Regions from separate parts of the Oryza sativa genome. Here region 1 is linked to region 2. A link is a contact called in public ChIA-PET data. All regions are on one chromosome and are shown on one strand. Each heading gives the region's core, a stretch centred on a gene start, on an enhancer-like site or on the middle of the called end of the contact. The rest is flanking DNA. Distances are from core to core; before and after follow the strand shown. Region 1 holds the start of LOC4337164. Region 2 holds the start of LOC9267479.

Region 1 (4,122 bases), core at 336-2,835, 95 kb before region 2:
TTTTGGGATCCCCATCCTATCGAACAACTCAGAGCATGTTACAGCCAGAATTTGTTTAGTTTAAGTTTAGATGCTTCCAGGTGCTAGCTTTCAAATAAATGAAATTAGTTTTGAATATTACTTTATAAAAGTAAATAAACATTGTGCCGTGCATCGGTTTTAATGCGCACAGTTCAAACATCAACAAGTTGACATGAATCGTACAGTTGAATTTAACTAAGTGCAGCTGACAGGAGACAAGCACACAAGTTTGGTCTGTTTATACAGTTCAAAGTGCAAACAGGTAATCACAAAGTTGCTGAAGAGGTAGATCGAATCTTCAAGACATTACAAAAAAAATAAAACAAACATACCTGCCCAAGAGATGCAGCAGCAACAGGCTCTGGTGATATCTCTGAGAAAATCATGTCCAGTGGCAACCCAAGCTCTGTTTCTATAATGTTAAAAGCAACCTCAGTTGAAAATGGTGCTATACGGTCTTGAAGTAGTGAAAGTTCGTCAAGGTACGCAGGTGGAATCACATCCTGCAACAAATGAGACAGGAGGTGTCCATGGCCCACCAATCATTTAGTAGCAAGAGAATAGCCACTGAGTTGTCTAAACTAGCAACTGATATATTATGCAAGCAGAATAGCACATTCATGCTCCAATAAATGTGACTGTTAAATGGTGCATGACTAACCATTTGCCAGATAACAATTCATCAAAATCATAAGCTAAAGCTCTAAAATAGAAGTGATGAAAATGCAACGACTACTTGGCTGCTGAGGCTCACCGGTCGCGATGAAACTGCCTGTGCAATCTTCACAAATGTCTGCCATCAAAGAGCAGAATGACATACCCATCAATCATCATAACGGTACACGAACGAGCCCATATGTACACAGTACAGGCAAACGGAAGCATACCGGGCCAAGTTCCAATAGTATTCGCCTGAGTTGAGCAGCCCTGATCTGCAGCATCAGCACCGACCAATGCAAAATCAGCTCACGAACAACCCCCCAAAAATGTAGGAATTTAATCAAACAGCAAGCGTGCACGAGATCAAAAGCAAACGTAAAGCATGGCGGACCTCGAACATGTCGTCGGAGCGCTCGTTGACGCGGTCGAGGTATCGCAGCGTAAACCATCGGCCGAAGGAGGTGCCAATCTGCAGTGCCCGCCGGACCACGAGGAGCGGCCTGCGGCGGTAGACGGCGCCGATGCCGGCGAGATCGTAAGCCGTGGGGAGCTCCCCCTCGGTCGCCGCGCCCTCCTCGAAGAGGTACCCGGAGCACCTGGTGAACGCGTCCTCGTCGGAGCTACCAACGCTGTAGATCGCGGCGGAGGCGGAGGCGGAGGCGAGCGGAGGAAGAGGAGGCCGCCGACGACGACGACGACGGCGAGGCGGTGGGACCCGGACGGCGGGCTCGAATCGCCTCGCCGGAGCTGGAGCGGGGAGCGGACGCGGATGGAGCAGAAGCATCTGGAAACGTGGGGATCTCAGGGACTCGAAATTTCGAATGGGGAATCGAGGATTGAAGAGTTTGAGAGCGGATGAACCGGGGAGAAGTGGAAGCTGGAGGGGATTAGCCGATTAGGCGCCAAAAAGAGAGTGGTGGTGGTTTCTAATGGCGTGATTTATTGTGGCGCACCATTTTCCAGGGGGTTCAAAACGCAAAATATCTACTCCCCAACGTGCGGCTCAGATCTTATAGCGAATGCATCGCAAGAGATCACCGGAGGCGCAGCGCGTGACACGTTGACTCAGATCTTGTAGCGAACGCATCGCAAGAGCACCGGAGGCGCAGCGCGTGACACGTTGACAGGAGCTATCGGCGCACAGAATCCAAACCACATTTGAGCCAACTATGAGCTTTTTATAGCTTATCTTATAGTTAGCATGACTATAATAAAGTTATCTCTATTTTTCTTCTCTTCTTATCTATCCACTTAAGTATTTATCTTTGAAAGTTGTGAATAACTAACTCTTGCGTGAGAGCTAATACTCTTCATTTTACAAATTCTCTCTTCTCCACATAAGCTTAATGTATTCATTTTGAAAGTTGTTTTTTTGGTAAGTTGTGACAGATATCACTGCGAGAGCTCACCACGCTCGAGATAAAGAACCGATGTCTCCTTCACCTCTAGCGAGTCCACGGGCGATGTTTGTCTCGCCCACTGGGGCTTCAGGCTCTCCACCCGCCACTCCGCCTCCTTCTCCTCCTCCTTCACGAGCAAGGGAAGATGAAAGCCTTCCTACTCCTCCTACTGCTCAGGCTCGGCCACCGCCACGGTGCTTGATTCAATCTCAAACCCTAATAATCCATAACACTAAAACAGATAGGAAGGAATGAATGGAAAGGGTTGGGTTGGGCTTGGTCTTGGGCTGGGGTTTTGGGGAGGGTGGTTGTATGGGCCGTAGATGTTAACTTGGGCAACAATTACATATCCACTTTTAAGGGAGTGTATTGTGATGTATTCCCATTCTTTTTAAATGTCTTATAAAATTGTTAGTACTGTTTTTTTTCTTTGAGAAACACAATACAAATGCAGACACTCACAATGAACGCATACTCATCCTAATGAACGCACACACGAACACTCTACCCCTATAAGCATATACGGAAGACTAGGATGTCATATCTTAGGATTGACGAAGACACCATGGGCACCTCGCTGTTGTATTTGTTGACAAATACAACAAGTATTTGGGTTAACGCATGATCGGCTAGTATTGCCGATACATAATAGCCGGTGCGTTTGCATCGCCTTGAGATGGCCGATATTGTTATATCGCCCTTAGTTGTTTTGTTGTAATCGGTTGAGGTTTGCCGATGTACATTGGCCGATATTGTTATATCACCCTTAGTTGTTTCATATTTTTATCAATGCTCTTGACATTGTAAAACTAGGGGGGCATATATATATATATATATATATATATATATATATATATATATATATATATATATATATATATATATCACAATACAGTACAAAATTTTTGGCAAAATTTTTGAGCACAACTTATATGTCATATTAATCGGAATGTTTTAGCCGATTACAAAATTATTGAGATAAGTATTGCTGGATAGCCGATATGGCTCTCTGCCTAATTTGTTCTACTTCTTCTATAGCTTGGGCATCTTGAGCATCGGTTCCAGGAATGACCTTCAGAGATTTGGTCATATCAGCAACATTCTTGATAGCCGATTTTAACTTTGCTTTTTGTTCTTCGATAGATTGTGGGAGATCGGCTAACTTCTTGTGCTCTAAATCCAGTTCGGCATTGCATTCTTGAAGTTGTGCTAAGAGTTCAATCTTGCGAGCTTCAAGCCGGTCAATATTGGATTTGATCGGGCCTTCAGATAATTGATCGAGTTTGGCTTTTTCTTCATGAACAAGTTGCCGATTAGCCTAGATTGTTGCTTCAATGTCTTTGTGCTCTCGATGTTCGGCTAATCTCAGCTTGGCCTTTTCCAGTTTAAATTGATGTTGTTCAAGATAAACAGCTGGAGTAAGGATATCGGCTAACTTATCTGGGATTTGAGTTTGGACCTCATGAAGACGAGTCCTAATTGATCCGCAGTCGACTACTAGGCTGTCTAGTGATGATGTCTCTAGCCAATGAGAGATGTCTTCAAGAGTTTTCTTTACGTCATCAGAGAAAGGAGCTAGAGCTTTGCTAGTAGTGTCAACCTCTGTCTCTTCATCAAGATAATCTCTGATATCAAAAGAGAAAAGATCGGCTAAGACCTGCAGTGATGATTTAAAGAGAGTTAGAGATCAAATAGGCATAGCCGATCTGCATATGTTGGTTATAAGAAATTTACTGGGATAGCCGGAGCAGTTGGTTGAACTTCTTCTTCTATGTGATGACTCCCTACAGCCGATGGGGTCCGATCGCTTGATGATTGTTGAATAGGAGGAGGAGGGGAAGGAGGCTGAAAATAGACAAGTGTTATATAAAATCGGCTGAGATTAACTAATGAAAGAATTAAGGCTATTGTACCGGTGGAGCTGGTTTAGATGCCATTGGAGCCGATTTCTTCTTCACAGCAGTCTTCCTTTTCTGCAATTACCAGGTGTGTGAGCAATCGGCCATAAAGTGAGATGATTACAAAAGTGGTTAGAGAAGGT
Region 2 (3,578 bases), core at 287-2,786:
TTATTTCTGATGCATGTGAACAAGCAGAGCACCAGGTCCAGATGTAAAGAACTGGGCCCAAATGATCCTTTAGCTCATAAGTCATTATCAATAGTACAGTTCAGTAGCCATCCAGATAATAATCTGATCGAGTGATAGCAATGACACACTCTCTAAGGTCCTCTCTAAGATTACGTTCTTTTCTTCAACAAAAATTGGATAAACTTTTAGATACCCGTGACACGCTTTTCAAACTGCTAAACATTGCGTTTCATGCGAAATCTTTCTATATAAAAGTTGTTCTAAAATATCATATTAATCTATTTTTCAAGTTTGTAATAATTAAAACTCAATTAATCACATGTTATTATCATATCGTTTTGCGTGAAACATTTAATATTTGTGTTCATCTTCAGAAGATTCAAACACCCCCTTAGTCTCTTTGAAGAAATCTCTCTCCATTGTACGACCAAAGAGCATTGCCTTCACTTTGGTTTCTTTAATTGTGTGTTATGGTATTATTGGGGCACATCGTGTGTGATGATAGTGCGTAGGTATCTCGTGTAATATTTTAGAAAAACATTATTTACATGAGCTTTGAGAAGCATAAAGTAGCTTGCCATCCAAAGAAAAAGATATAGCATGAAGAAGAGGTTCATCAAATTACTACTGGTAATCATGAACCATGCATGATGACAAGTACATCAGAGAAACACACTGGAACAGAGAGGAACTCAGTGAGGTTGAGATACACAAGCAAACAATAGTAGTAACACAGCACGCTCACAATCATATAAACTACTAGTAGTACTTGAGAACTCAAGGGGACACAGTTGTTCAGTTCATCAAATCATCCCCTCTAGATACCGGCCGCATTGATCCCTGGCTGTTTCCCGCCTGACACGGAGGGATCTACGCCTCTTGATCTGATCTCATTGCGCTGTACAATCACAACCTCTTCGCTGCTTACTGCAACCTCTTCAGATGCCAACTTGCTGGGCTCATCTACACCTGCAGAAACAGCAAACAAAACCTTCACGTCATTAGCATTCATGCAGCATCAGTAAATCTTCACAGGTCGATTCACATATGCAGCCTCAATCCTTTTATCTGAAAATATCAGGTTCTTGAGTTTCTTCAGAGATTTATTGCCTTCAGTCGCTCTACTCCCTTTATCAGCATGGGGTTTTCAGTTCAGTTTTTCAGAGCGGCAAGCTTTGCTTACCTGCAGCGACGTCCTTGTCCTCGCCGCGTCCGTAGCCGGTGACGCGCTCGACGAGGCCGAAGAACATGTCCTTGAGCTGCGCCGCGTAGCTGGCCATGGGAGCTGCCACAAGCTGAACTACAGCTACTACTGCTACCTCTCCTCAAACGCTCACTGCACTGCACTGCACAGCAAGAGCTACTACTGCAACTGCAACCAAGTGAGCTCGTCGCCTTCGTTGCGCTGCTTCGAGTGAGTGAAGTGAGTGAGTCCTCTCGCCGTCACCGGGCGCCCCATTTATACGCGGCTGGAGCCACCGAACTCGCAAGCTTTAGCCAGCCAAGGCGAGGCCCACGCGCGTGCAAGGATATTCAGAACAAGTTCAGTTAACTTTTTATGTTTTCGTCTGAATTCAGATCCGCGCGACGGAATCAGAATTTCTCGGTCACCCCGCATGTGTATCATATGGTTGGGCGACGCGAGCACGCAGATCTAATGACATTCTCTGTTGCATTATCTTATTCGTTCAAAGAGACATTGCAAGACTGACACTATTAAAGAAAGAGAGAAAAGAATAGGAGGAAATGGAAAAGGAGGAAGAGGTGGAGAGTAACTAAATGTTAACCATATATCCCCTCTATGATACGATGTCTGTGGCATGCAGGCTAATACTATAATCAAGCGTGATTAATTAATTAGTAGTATTGCTCGCCTTGATAATTTTTGGTTGTTAATCTGATCGTCTCACGATTTCCTCGATCGGCTTGCTTTTGGACGCAGGGATGAGGAGGCCCGGAACAGCCAAGGAAAGCTCGTAATTCCACATGCGCGACACGCATGCATATCGATCAGTGGTGGAGGCCCAGGCGAGGAGCGACCAGAGCAGCATGTGGGTGGTGCATGATGTATGCATGGTCCATGCATGCACGGATTATGATAGATGATGGTATCTGCATGTTCGTCGTTACGACTGGAACACTCGATCGATATACGCTTTATAATACATGAAACTCGCACTTCACTGTCTTGTGCGGTTCGTTTTTTTTTAAAAAAAAAAGTATATGTGTCCTCCTATCCGCTGATGGGTTGTTGCTCGTTTGTGCTACAAAGCGTACACTCGTACATACTTATTCTTTTCTAAAGAAAGGTCTATATATGTACATATATACAGCAGGGGTTGCATGAAAATGGGATATTATTGTACATGAGAATAACTGTAGGATCCGAGCCCACATATCAACATATGATGGTTTTTTTAAGTCCGTCAATTTTACGGTGTTACCAAGCAAAATGATCTGGATATATGATATTTGATATTATTTTTTTGACGGTGTTTGAGATGCAACTTTAATAACAAGTTTTTATTAGAATTAAGGATAAAAATCTGATAATTTCATGAGATTGTGGAAACCCATTTCAAGATAGATCTGCAGAACACTTACAAGTTTTAAATTTTAAATTCATTAACAGTTTAAGTGAATATTGTTAAAGGCTTGCTCAATTGTCTAGTCTTCAATTTACATGTCGTAGCTAAAATTTAAATTTTAAAACTTATTCCCTCTATTCAATTTTAAATGCAATCATGATTTTCCGTGCACAACTTTTAACCATCCGTGCACAACGAGACAGAGGGAGTATAATGATCAGATAGCAGCTTAGTGCTAGAGTACTACTTGTAGTATCATATATATGTCGCCCAGTTTGATTTCATTTTTCCAGTGAGTCTTTGTCTGATCTGAAATGGCTCATACATTTTGTGATGCTCGTGGTCACAGAAATTTTATACTTCCACGTCTCGGTAGGGAAAAACAACTTTACTCAAATTTTGATGTAATCACGGACGTTACAGAAAAACAGCACACACTCATATGCACTCCTGGAGTTACAAAAGGAACCCAGTGACAAAAAAAATCATCAAATTTAATTACAACGCGAAGAGGAATAAAGTACTCGCACACATCAAATTTAATTACTACTACTTCGTATTAGAAAATCACCAAGGCAAAGCAACGGCATCATATCATTTCAGTGCAGCGTTGATTAGTTGTTCGGTGGCTTTTCTCCTCCAGACACATTAGGATCTCTTGATCTAATCTCGACGCGCTGCAAAAGTAACGGAATTAATCCTGTGAGATGAGCACAATGGTGCCAGTGGATTTGCACTACGACTGTAAAATTAATCAGGCAGTCTGAGAAATTAACAGGGGCATCCTACCTGCACAGTTGACAGCTTGGTGGGTTCCTTGACGCCCTTGTCTCCGGCGCCGCGGCCGCAGCCGGCGACGCGCTCGACGAGGCCGAGAAACCTGTCCTTGAGCTGAGCAGCGAACTTGGCCATGGGAGTTAGCTTGCTTGCTTGCTTCGATCTGGAGCTCGCAAAATTCAGTGTTTGCTG

The links. ChIA-PET counts read pairs in DNA pulled down with a chosen protein or histone mark.
Region 1: an RNA polymerase II ChIA-PET map of leaf shows a contact between it and region 2, with 5 times the contacts expected there. The contact joins the promoter of LOC4337164 here to the promoter of LOC9267479 in region 2. A contact is called at or near these places in 2 of 4 datasets of contacts at active chromatin or transcription factors (leaf and seedling).

The regions. Positions count from the first base shown.
Region 1 is chr4:33,078,407-33,082,528 of ASM3414082v1, reverse strand. It overlaps LOC4337164, which reads right to left and starts at 1,585. Exons shown (of 22, transcript XM_066309487.1): 1 at 1,073-1,585; 2 at 909-953; 3 at 776-814; 4 at 354-524. The coding sequence starts at 1,465.
Region 2 is chr4:32,984,173-32,987,750 of ASM3414082v1, reverse strand. It overlaps LOC9267479, which reads right to left and starts at 1,536. Exons shown (of 2, transcript XM_015778052.3): 1 at 1,205-1,536; 2 at 618-990. The coding sequence starts at 1,301. The coding sequence ends at 839. It overlaps LOC136356343 (a long non-coding RNA gene), which reads left to right. Exons shown (of 2, transcript XR_010741074.1): 2 at 1,964-2,204.